Linked DNA regions of Sus scrofa: region 2 is linked to region 1. A link is a contact called in public Hi-C data. All regions are on one chromosome and are shown on one strand. The core of a region is the stretch at or near the end of the contact, and the rest is flanking DNA. Distances in the headings are between cores, read along the strand shown.

Region 1 (6,301 bases), core at 2,532-5,031:
CTTTGCAGACTTTTGCAGACTTTTACAGACTTCACAGACATGGCCTCCTGGTACCCCGTTTTAATGATGCATGGTGCCCCATTTTAATGATGCGTGGATGAGAGTTTAAGAGACAGAAGATCAGAGGGACAGAGTCAGGACTTGAACCCAGGTCTGAAAAGCTAACTCTGAGTCCCTGGCCCCAGGTAGCATACTGAACTGGAAGTGAGAGAAGCCTGGTGCTTGTAGGAGGCGGAGGAGATGGAGGAGAGGATGGGCCGGGGCCATTAGCGCCCTGCTCCAGGACGGGCCAGAGAAGGTCACACCCAGAGGCTGGCACAGGAAGCTCAGCCGGGGTGGGGGCAAGAGCCAGTGCCCTCCTTCATCTCTGCCCGGGACAGCTGCCCAGCCCAGGTTATATTTAGCCCAGCTGTGCCCTTCCTGAGCCACGTACCCAGCTCCTGGGGTGGGGTGGGGTGAGAGCAGCTTCGGAAGGAAGCCCCCCTCCCCCACCCCAGGCACTCTGTGTTCCCGCCAGCCTGTCCCATCAGGTCTAGGTCACAGAAGGAGAGGGGTTCGTGTTGTGTTGGTGGGGCTCCCCTGGGGCATCGAGGCCAACCAGGACCCTCCAGAAGCCAAAAGCCCATTGCCTGAGTGAGTCCAGTGGCACTGCCCACTCCACACACACACACACCCCGCCCCCCCGCCCCGTAGCTTCCTGAGCTGCTAGAATTCTGAGTCCCCATTTCTTGAGCACTTAGCATGTGCTCAAGCACCTTCCCTGCCTTGGCTCATGAATCCCCACAACACCCCCCTGGGGAAGCCCAGCTGAGAAGTCTCTTAAAGATGTCACCCGTGCCCTTCAGGGGAGCTGGGGGGAGGGGTTGTCGTTTGTACCCTGGGCCCCTCTGGACCCCCGCTGGGCCTGCTGAGGAATCTCCCAGCTTTGCCTCGCTGTACCCTCTTCTCCCCGTGACTAACGCCAGCCCCGCTTAGGCATTTCCCCCACTCAGACCCTCGGCCACCCCAACTACGGGAGATCTGGTGCCCTCAGCAATGGGAGTAGGGGGTTGACGGCCTCATCCAAGTCCCTAGACACTGTCTGAGACCCTCTAGAGAGGCAGAGGGGAGGCATTCCACCCTGGCCTCTGGCTACCTCAGTCAGGCCCTGCTCCAGCCCTTCTCTGGTCTGAATGAATACTTGGGCAAGGTATTGCACCTCTCAGGGCCTCAGTTTCTTCATCTGTCAAGTGGAGCCAGTAAGAGGATCTGTGAGCTAATAGCAGGTGCTCAGAAGATCCCGAGCTATAGTACGTGCTCAGGTAGTAGAAACGTTCTCTGGCAGCAGGTGTGGGGGGAGCAGGGGGCTGGGCAGCTCAAAGCATCTCATATTCGGCCTTTGCTCACAGCGGCCCCACTTTTTCCTCTACCAAAGAGGAACTTTGGGACAAAATCCAGCGCAGGTGTCAGCCTCTGACCAACAGGATCAACATGGCCTCCTCACCACTCTCTTCCAGGGACCAAAAAGCCTATCCCAACCAAGGCATCCTGTCCCAGCTCACTGAGTCAAATTGGAGCTGTCGCTGCCAGCCTACACCACAGCCACAGCAATGCTGGATCTGAGCCACGTCTTCGAACTACACCACAGCTCACAGCAAAACCGGATCCTTAACCCACTGAGTGAGGCCAGGGATCGAATCTGTGTCCTCATGGATTCTAGTCAGATTCATTAGCACTGAGCCACAGATCTTTGTAAGCAGCAACTATGGACTCTCACGTTAGCCCGAGAGGTGGCCTCCACCAGCCCATTCTAGAGATGGGAAAGCAGAGGCACAAAGTGTCAAGTACCTTGCCTAAGGCTCCACAGCCAGAAAGAGGAGAATGTTGGGATTTGAACCCGGGGTCTGGCTCCAAAGTCTGTGCCTTTCACTCCCACACCACTGTGCTTCCTGAGCCCCAGGCACCCTCCCAGCCTCTCCCAGGCTCCTTCGTCTCATTCCCATGGCTTCTCAGCCTGGCCAGAAAGGGAACTGGCCGGCTGATTTCTTACCACTGGGCCTCCAGACACCTCGAGAGCTCCCGGTCGGTCTGCTCAGCCCCAGCCCCAAGCTGGGGGGGAAAAGGAATGGGGAGGGGGAGGAGAGGGAGACCCAGGCCATTGGCTGCCGAGGTGTGACATCATCAGGAGGTGGGTGGTGGGGAAACAAACATCCCCATTTCCCAGCTACATCCACCCGCAAGGGGGTGGGATCCACAGAAGAGAAGCCTGGTCGGTCTGGTCTGTCGGTCAGGCGGTCAGTCGGGCAGTCCGGCCGCCGCTCCATCGCCTGAGCTGAACCCTCTGCTATGAGCCCCGCTCCCAGGGTTTGCACGTTGCTGGTGCCGCTTGGAGACTCAGCACCCCACCAGCACTATTCCCTGGCTTCCAGACCCAAGCAAGGCCCCCACTGGTTCCTGGGGCCCCTAAAATAAACTTCCATATCCTGGCTGTGAGATCTTCAGCAAGTTAAAGCATACTTCTGGGCTTCAGTTTTTCATCTCTAAAACAAGGATGGGGGCATTTCATGGTGGCCTAGCAGTTAAGGACCCAGCGTTGTCACTGCTGTGGCTCAGGTTACTGCTGCAGTGCAGGTGCAAACCCTGGCCGGAGAATTTCCACGTGCCGAAGGTGTGGGGGAAAACATTAAAATAAATAAATGAGTTCCCGTCGTGGCGCAGCAGAAACAAATCTGACTAGGAACCATAAGGTTTTGGGTTCGATCCCTGGCATCACTCAGTGGGTTAAGGACCCAGCATTGCCGTGAGCTGTGGTGTAGGTCGCAGATGCGGCTCGGATCTAGTGTTGCTGAGGCTGTGGCATAGGTGGCAGCTACAGCTCTGATTAGACCCCTAGCCTGGGAACCTCCATATGCCATAGGTTTGGCCCTAAAGGACAAATAAATAAATAAATAAACCCATACATAATTGAATGAAAAAAACGAGCTTAGTAAAAGTGCCCACCTTATGGGTTTGGTGAAGATAAAATGAGTTAAAAGAGACTAAAAACTTTGAAAAATGCCTGGCACAGAGAGGATGCTACTTACACATATTTTGGGATTCACACAAATTAGGGGACCAGCTAGACCTGTCCCAGGGCTTTTAGCCTAAATGAAGAGGGCATGGGGGAGTCCTGCTTCTCTGTTTAATGGACTTGCCGTTTTGGGGGACACCTATCATGTACTAAATACTCTGCTGGACACCCAAAGCTCAGCTCTTGGAATCAAGGAGGTGGGTGGACAGATGATGACTAGTCTTGTTTTTTTGGTTTTTTTTTAGGCCACACCTGCAGCATATTGAAGTTCCCAGGTGAGGGGTCGAATTGGAGCTGCAGCTGCCAGCCTACACCACAGCCACGGCATAGCCGGATCCTTAACCCACTGAGCCCACTGACTGGGGCCAGGGATCGAACCTGCATCTTCATGGATACTAGTTAGACTCTTACCCTGCTGAGCTACAACAGGAACTCAGATGCCTAGTTTTTAGCTACACAATCAGGAGGTGGTAGAGCTGGGGTCGAACCCCAGTTCTTCTAGATCCCAGAGACGCTGCGACACTCTTCTGTCCCCTTCATATGACAGACAAGGAGGCTGAGAGAGGGTAATGCCCCCCCAAGGTCACCAACAGCAGGTAATTGGTAACACTAGGATTTCAACCCAGACCTGCCCAACTCCCACACCGAGGCCCCTGGGCCTCACCCTGATCCCCTGGTCCCCGGCCCCCAGCCTGCCCTGACTCACCAGACCCCGGGGGGCGGCAGAGGGAGCAGAGGTACTCCCACATGCCCCTCACACCCACCCGGCGCTGCCTCGGACGCTCCTGGCTGTTTGAGCCTGGGCCCGGGGCCGGGGCTGGGATGAGGCTGGGATTACCCCCAAAATGCATGTCAGCAGCTTCTGTCCCATTGTCCAGCCAGGCGCGGCCACCATGCCCTCACCTCGCCCCTCACATCAGCTCAGCTGGCCACTCTGCGAACCAGCCCCCCTCCCCCCACCACTGAGCAGTTGGGGCCTACTCCGAGGCCACAGGGGACCAGGAAGGGGCTGGCAGGATCCCAGAATGCTAGGGGCCTCCTCACTTCTCTCTGAAATGCCCCCGGCCCACTCTCAGCCACCGAGGAAGGCAGGAATGTGCTGAGCTCTGCGAAATGCCTTCCAGGCTTGGCAGCCACCAAGGGTTGGGGTGTGGCCAGAACCCAGCCAGAACCCTCCTCCCCGGGAGGGTAAAAGGGACAGTGTGGTCAGGACTGTGATGGGCCTGAGGAGACCCTTCCCCCATCGCGGACTCGCTCTGTCTCACTGATTGAGTCATCCAAACATGCCTCTGTTCACTTATTCACTCAACAAACATTCACAAGGCCTTGGTGGCAGGCCCTTTGCTGGGCCCTGGGGACACTGACAAACCTAAATTCACGAGGAGTGGGGAGCAGGCTCAGGACAGGATTCCTGGAGAAGGTGACATCTGGCATCAAACTGGAGGAGGAGGGAGCCAGGTCAAAGGGGCTTCCGCGTGGAGGGAGGAACAGGAGCCAAGCACCAGAGGGGTGAGAGGGAGCAGCCCATTTATCCAGTGTCAGCAAACAGTCAGTGAGCACCTGGTCTTGTGCCCAGCCCCACGGTGGATGGTGCTAGGACACTATGTGACCAAGATAGCCCAGGCCCGCTTTCAGGGTTCACAGTCCAACAGGGAGGCAGACCCAGAGCGGCCAGGGTTGTGGTGCAGGAATCACAGGCTGAGAGGTCGGGACCTGGCTGGGGAAGCCCAGGAAAGCTACCTGCTTCACTCTAGGAAGGAGGTCAGGGAAGGCTTCCCGGAGGAGGGAACCTATGAGCTGAGACTTGAACTACCCATAGGAGCTAGGTAAGAGAAGAGGGAGTGGAACAGCTTTATGGGCAGAGGGAACAGCCCATGCAAAGGATCTGAATCCAGACAGGGCTTGGCACATAGGAAATTTCCTGGAGCTGAGAGCTGTCATAGCTATGACCCCACAACTGCAAGCGCCCTTTCCTTTGTGTCTCCTTTCTTTTTTTTTTTTTTTTTTTTTTTTTTTTTGGTCTTTCTCTCTTTTTAGGGCCACACCTGCAGCATATGGAGGGTCCCAGGCTAGAGGTTGAATTGGAGCTGTAGCCACCTGCCTACACCACAGCCAAAGCAACGCCAGATCTAAGCTGCAGCTGTGACCTATGCCACAGCTCAGGGCAACGCCAAATCCTCAACCCACTGAGCGAGGCCAGGGTTTGAACCTGCAACCTCATGGTTCCTAGTCAGGTTTGTTTCCGCTGCACCACGACAGAAATTCCTGTATCTCCTTCTCATTTGTACATTTATTCACCAGCTATTCGCAGACACCTCCTCTGTATCCATCCCTGGGCTGGGAGGTGCTGGGGACACAGCAGACTGTGACTGTGCCCTCCACGGGACTCATAGTCCACAAGGGGGCATACATTAAAGAAATGACCAGTGAAGCGAGTGTGTAATTACACACTCAGCCGAGTGCTCTGAGAAATGGATCCAGGTCTGTAAGAGGGGCCTGGCACTCTGATACTGTCAGAAAGGGCAAGGAGGGCTTCTTGGAAGAGATGACGTTTGAGCAGGCACCCGAAGGATATATAAGATGGAGTTCCCGTTGTGGCTCAGTAGGTTAAGAACCTAACTAGTATCCATAAGGATGCAGGTTTGATCCCTGGCCTCACTCAGTGGGTTAAGGATCCGGCGTTGCCGTGAGCTGTGGTGTAGTTTGCAGATGCGGCTCAGATCCCGGGTTGCTGTGACTGTGGTGTAGGCCAGCAGCTGCAGCTCTGATTCGACCCCTAGCCTGGGAACTTCCCTATGCCATGGGTTCAGCCCTAAAAAGACAAAAAAAAGAAAAAAAAAAGAAAGAAAGAAAAACAATGATATATAGGAGTTCATGTAAAGCCACGGGTGGTTGATAAATAAGCATGGGTTTCATACAGAGGGAGCAGCCCGTGCAAAGGGTCCCTTTGAGAAACTGGTGAATGTGAGAGTGAGGGGAAGCTGAGGGGAGGGCCGCAGCCGGGCCTTGAGGAGGTACTGAGGCTTTGTCCTGAGGGCCCTGGGTACCCACAGGAGGGACAAAGTCAGAGCTAAGTTGTAATAACTGAGGGTGGGAAGAGTCTGACTACAGGCCAGACTGGAGCTGGGAAGAAAATTCACCCCTCACAGTTCAGAGTCAGACAGACAAGGAGGAAGGAACAGGCTATCCTGTCTCTCTCCGTGTCTGAGAGGGCAGGTATCCTTGCTTGTTCCCAGTCTTAGGGGACCAGCA
Region 2 (6,301 bases), core at 1,454-3,953, 37 kb after region 1:
CAGGGATTGAACCCACGTCCTCAAGGATACTAGTCAGGTTCATAAATTGTGGGTATTTTGGAGGAGAAACATGTTCTCGCAAACAGTGAGAGTTTTGACACGGGCCGGGCACAAGAGTGCCCATTAGTGTTACCTTATTGGCGATTAGTGGCATTTATTGAGAGCCTTCTATGTGCCAAGTGTTGTGCTATGCTCTTTCCACAGATAAATGATTTTTTTTCCAAAAAATTTTAATAACAACTCACATTTAAATTTAAATAGCCACATGTGGCGAATGGCTACCATCACAAACTATAGTTTTAGAATTTGCAGATTTTACCTTTTACAAAGAAAACAACATTTGCAAAGACTTATTTCCAAACCTTTTCCTTTTCTTTTTTTTCCAAATCCTTTACTTCATATTTTTCTCTTAATTTTTGGCTCTTTTTTTTTGGCCACACCCAGGGCATGCAGAAATTCCCAGGCTAGGGAAGGAACTCAAGCCATGTCAGTGACAAACCAGATCCATAACCTGATGAGCCACCAGGGAACTCCTGTTAACTTTTTATTTTGAAATAAATTCAGACCTACAGGAAAGTTGTACGATCTTGATTCTCATATTTGCTTTATCTTTCTTTCCTTGTGTATATAATAATACACATAACATATATAATTATATATGTGTACAAAATGTTCCCCTAATTATGTGAGGGTAAGTTGTAGATTATGCCTCTTTTAAGCCATTTTTATCTCAACCCTCAGTACAAAATAGATTTCACTGCCTAATCCAGTATCCAAAAAAACTCTATGTATATAACTCAAACAAAAGTTTCATAAAACCCATTTTAACATGTGATACATTGATATTATTGTGACCAATTAAATATATCTCAGAACTGCACTAGGATCCATAGTTTGAAAAGCTGCAGACTACAACGATCCCACAAAGTAGGTTGTATTATATGCCCATTTTGAGGATGGGGGAAACTGAGGCAATTTTAGGTAATCAGGCCAGGACCACACAGCTATAATCTGAGTTCACTCAGCCAAGGAGTGCCTATTAAGTGCCCTTTATATGCTGGGCACCCTTTGAGGTATTTTCCATATATGACTTCATTTCATCATCACAAGAGCCCAAGGTCAAGTTCCACTAGTTCCATCCCCTCTTTGCAGATATCTAGGTACACAGATGACAAGGCATCCGACCACACCGGTGGTACGCAGTAGAGCTGGGGTTTGAAAGTGGACAGATGGGCACCAGAGTCTGTGCTAGTCAGAACTCAGCCCTACAGAATCAATGAGCTAAATAAAAGCTCAGCTCATTTAAGCCCCTCCTGTTTTGGATGGGGACAGCGAGGTTCTGGCTCGCCCGTAGCTCTGAAGGGACCTGGCAGAGTCACTGAGAAGGCAGGTGTAGTTCCGGCTGTGACCAGCAGTGTGGATAAATGAAATTCCACAGAATCCTGGTTTAAGGGAGAGGTAGTCACGTGGAAATCTGGATCATCAGGGTGACTCAGCACCTTTCAACTTCGTCCTCTACTTCCTCCTCTAGAAACGTGTATCAGCAAATTTGTTTCCCCTCTCCCCACAAGTCAAGATCCTCCCTAGGTCTTCCTGGGGAAGGGGGAGAGCTGCAGGCCTAATGGGGAACTTTCAGGCAGAGTCCCTGCAAGGGAGAGCTGGGCTAGGAGACAGCTGAGAGTAGGATCCTGGCAGCCTCCACCCTTTGGGGGCACCCAGATAGTCAATATCTTCAGCATCACCAAGACCAGCAAGGGTGGGACCGTTTATCTGGAAGAGCCAGCCTCCACTGGGGGTTGGTGAACTCTGCAAGGTGGGGGCAGGGGATGGCTTATCCCCTTTCCTGGAGCAACTCCATATTTTCAGCCCTCGTTGGCTTTCCTAGGACCAGTGTCCCCAAGTCTTCAGTGACCTACCTTCCATCAGGTGCTCACGGCAACACACTCCCCAGCCTCTTGAACTTTAAGCCTTGGTGTCCAAACCAAGAACTTTTAGCAGCTGAGAGCATGTGCTGGGTACAAATAACAACACTGCCACTTTCTGGCTGGGTGACAGTGGACAAGTCACTCTCTGGGCCTCAGTTTTCTCATCTGTCAAGTGAGGTGATACTAGTTCCCATCTCACCTGAGAGCTGGGACTATTTAATACAAATGAAGAGAAGGCAGAGCTGGGAGTCCCATGCCTGGCTTAGTTAAGCCCTTGCTGGGTGTGCAAACCACTACCGCCCACCACCACCACCACCACCACCACCACCACCACCATCACCACCACCACCACCATAACAGCATTTCATAAGAGCATTGGATTTAAACTTGTCACCACAGTCCCCTAGCCTCCCAGGGCCAATTCCTTTCCCTTGGACTCACATAAAATTGGACCTCATACTGTCCCCAACCTCTGCCCCCGTGGCCACTTGCTTTGCCCCTGAGTCCTCACACACCAAGGCACACCGGGTCCCATGATGTCCCTTCCTAAAGTTCTGGCCCTGCACCCGGTGACATCCCATGCCCGCCCCAGCTCATGCCTGCTTGCACCGCCTGCGCCAGGGTGGTGAGCCCGGTTCTGCCAGTGGCGCCGAAGATCGCAATCTTCTTGACAGACATGCTGCAGGGACGTAGGGTTGCGAGGCCGCGGAGTCACAGGACGCGCGGGAACCGACTGGCTGCTGGGCCGCCCTCTGCGTCCTTCCCTAGCGGGAGGAACGGGGCGGGGCCGCCCCGAGGGCCACGCCTCAGCCCACCTCCAGCCTCAGGCTTAGGCTGAGGAGCGAGTCCAAAAGGCCACGCCTCCAGCTAAGAATAGGGTGGGCGGGGCGGGCCAGCACCGCCCTCTGGGCCCGCCACTTAGACTGGGAGGCGTGGCTGTATCCGGCCATCGATTCAAGTGGCCCCGGGGCTCCGCCTCCGCGCTCCAGCCTCCCAGGGGGAGGCGGGGCGAGCTCGGGCCACGCCCACCGCTCTCTCCTCACTCACGCCCCTTCTCTCTGGGCCACAAGGCAGATCGGAGATTCACACTAAGCCCCAGGGCCTCCTCGAGGTTGCAAGGGAAGAAAGGGAGGGAGGACGGTGTGGGTGTGACACTGTGTAACTGCGTGTCTGTGAGCCCATGTGACCCTGAGTGTCTCTGTAAACAACCCCAAGGGAGACCATAATTGTGGGTGACACCATGTGCCATCTGCTGTGTACAACACCTTATTACAGTGTGAGACTGTGTGACGCTACGTGTGGCAAGTTATTGTGTGACCTTGTAGTGTCACTAAGTGACAGTGTGTCAGTCTGTGATGCTGTGTGCATCCATGACTCTGGGGTATATTGTGTGAGTGTGGAACACGTGTGCGATGTGTTACATGCGAGTATGTGACTCAGAGTGTGACAGTGTGTGACACTGCATGTGTCATGTGAGGTGTGTGACACTGACACCATTTGAGTGTGGCTGTGGGTGTTACTGTTGTGTTTCTATTTGTGAACTCTATGTGATGTATGAGTGTGACGGTGCAGGATGTGTGACCTTCATGTGAGTGTGCAACTGATGTGACAAGTTTGAGTGTGAAAAAGTGTGTGACACTGTGTGATGGTGAAGCTGTGTGTGATGTGTATGACACTCTTTGTGACCCCATGTTAGTGTGTGACATATGTGTGTTTGTATATGACTCCAAGTGAATGGTGGTGGCACTATTCGAGTGTTCTACAGTGTGTGACGCTGTCGGGCACTGTTCCAGGGCGCGACTTCGTGTGAGCTTGTGACTGCGTGAGACAGTTTGAATATTTGACCCTGCGTGACCCCATGTAAGGGGGTAACAGCGTGAGCGTGTGGATATGAATAGTATTTGTGACGCTGTATGTGACCCCGTATGTGTGTGGCCGTGTGGGAGTGTGCGACCCCGTGGGAATGTGTGTGTGTGACGCTACCACCGGCCCCTGCAGCTGTGCAGCGCACGCTGTGGCCGGGTGTGTGACCGCGCGTGGGCCAGCGCCGCGGGCGGCCGGGGTTGGCGGGAGACCGCGGGCGGGAGGGGGTCCGGGGGCGCGCCGAGCGCGACGGCCGCGCGAGCCGGAGGAGGCGCGCCGGCGGCGGCGGCGGCGCATGCGGATCTGGCCGAGCGGCGGGGCTGGTGGGGCCGAGCAGAGCCGGGCCGGGCCGGGCCGGGCCGGGCCGCGGACACCAACAGGGAGGGCAGTCGGGCACTGCCAGCAGCGGGGACAGCGGCACCGGCCGCCGCGGGCCCAGGTGAGCGGTGGCGTGGGGGCGGATAGTCCCTCCCTCCGGCATCTCCCCACCTGCCCGAGCATCCCTTCCCCGCGCACGCTGGGCTTGGCCTGACCCCTCAGGGTCTCCACGGCTGGGGGAGGTGGAGGGTCAATGGCAGAGGGAGCCCCCAGCCCTCAACCCCGTCCAGCCTCCGCGCCGTGCGTGGGTCTTCCACCCAAGCCTTGTCCTTCCCAGGCCCCCTCCTTGAGGACGGTGACTGGACTGCAGGGAGAGAGAGGCGCGGCCTTGGAAGGGTTAAAGCATCCGCTTCCAGGTCCCATCCCCAGCTTCGCACCGGGCCAGGCTTTCCTGGGGCTGCTGGACACCCCCGTCCACCTCCCCCACCGCCTTCTCCCTTCCTTCTCTGTTGAATCACGTAATGGCCAAGGCTGTTCCTCGCGGGCCTGAGAGCTCCCAAAGTGCTAAGTGTCTCTCCATCTCCCAAGTACCCTCCATGGAGGAAACAGCTGTGCTCACCATTTGACAGGGAGGGAAACTGAGGCACAGAGAAGCCAAGTCAAAAATGATGGGGCTTAAAGATACAGAAAGAATAAAGCAGGGCTTGAACTCATTTCTGTCTGACTCCAGCACAGACACTTTAATTGCTAAGATATGTGACTAGAGGATGGATAATAATAGCAAGGCCCCTGAATCGGGGGCTTGCTGTGTACTAGATACCATGTTCCCTGCATTAGTAATGCTCTCATCTTCAAACGCCCCTAGGAAATGGGCACTATTATTACCATTTTACAGATGAACAAACTGAGGCCCAGAGAGGGGAAGTGCCTTGGCCAAGGTCACACAGGTGGTGAGTAACCATGTGCCCACTTCCAGCTTTCCAGGGAAGAAGGGAAGAATAATTTTGGATTCCGGAGAGTCCACCGAAAGGGACAATCTCCACTACACTGACCAAGACCTAGACCTTGCCTCCCTAAAAATCTGGTGGGGTGGCAACTGTCTGGATATTTTGAGAAGGGGGACATTCACCTCCTCCAAATTCCCCTCTTTCTTAGTCTTAGAATCAGGCCTGGGGTCCCAGAGGGTGGAGGAGATGAATCTAATGTCTCCCACCCCCTTAAATTTCATATTTACAATCTGGCAGTGTTCTAGAACATGGCTCTGGAATCAGACAGTGTTCAGTGTGTCAGGTAGTTATTGCCACAATAATGCTGCATGAGAAACCACCCCCAAACTCAGTGTCTTAAAACACTAAGCATATATTTCGCCTCAAGTCTGAAGTCAGTGACTTGGGCTGGGCTCATCTGAGCTGATGCACAAGTTGGGATGGGAAGGGGGATGTTGGTTGTCTTGGCTGGTCTTGGCTGTGATGAGGGCCTCGGACATGGACTAGCTGAGCAGTGTTGTTCTCATGGCCACAGGTCAAGCACAAGCAAAAACATGCAAGGTTTCCTGAGTCCTGGGCTCAGAGCTCACCAGCATTTCCATCTAATTCTGTTGGCCAAAGCCGGTCTCTGGCCAAACCCAGAGTCAGGGGATAGGGCATGTCCCCCTATTCTCCCTCTTCTGCTCCTCTCCTCTCCATAGCAGAACACCGAAGAGTTACATGGCAAAGGGTGTGGCCAAAAGGATGAAGAATTGAGGCTGCTAATGAAGTTATTTGATCACAGTGCCTACATTTGAATCCTGGCTACTCGCTAGCTGTGTGACTTTGGGCAAGTGAATTAACCTCTCTGTGCCTCAGTTTCCTCCTCTGTAAAATAGGCTTAAGAATACTTTTCTTTAGGTAATTAAATAAGATTGTGCATATACTTGTAGTTGCCATGGGGGAGGGGGAGGGAGTGGGATGGACTGGAAATCTGGGGTTAATAGATGCAAACTATTGCATTTGGAGTGAAATGAGATCCTGCCATACAGCCCTGGGAACTCTGTCTAGTCACTTATGATGGAGCATGATGGAGGATAATGTCAGAAAAAGAATGTGTATATGTATGTGTAACTGGGTCACCCTGCAGTACAATAGAAAATTGACAGAACACTGTAAACCAGCTATAATGGAAAAAATAAAAATCATTTAAAAAAAAGATTGTGCATA

Evidence for each region. A called contact is a pair of places that touch in the nucleus more often than the background predicts.
Region 2: a Hi-C map of liver shows a contact between it and region 1, with 2.6 times the contacts expected there. The contact joins the promoter of BLVRB here to the promoter of PRX in region 1. A contact is called at or near these places in 8 of 47 Hi-C or Micro-C datasets (embryonic fibroblasts, epiblast stem cells, heart right ventricle and 2 more) and 2 of 2 datasets of contacts at active chromatin or transcription factors (alveolar macrophages and skeletal muscle).

Annotation. Positions count from the first base shown.
Region 1 is chr6:48,687,979-48,694,279 of Sscrofa11.1, forward strand. It overlaps PRX (periaxin), which reads right to left and starts at 3,782. Exons shown (of 9, transcript XM_003355926.5): 1 at 3,756-3,782.
Region 2 is chr6:48,725,730-48,732,030 of Sscrofa11.1, forward strand. BLVRB (flavin reductase (NADPH)) reads right to left here and starts at 2,704. Exons shown (of 5, transcript XM_003355917.4): 1 at 2,525-2,704. The coding sequence starts at 2,603. It overlaps SPTBN4 (spectrin beta chain, non-erythrocytic 4), which reads left to right and starts at 4,110. Exons shown (of 36, transcript XM_021094394.1): 1 at 4,110-4,227.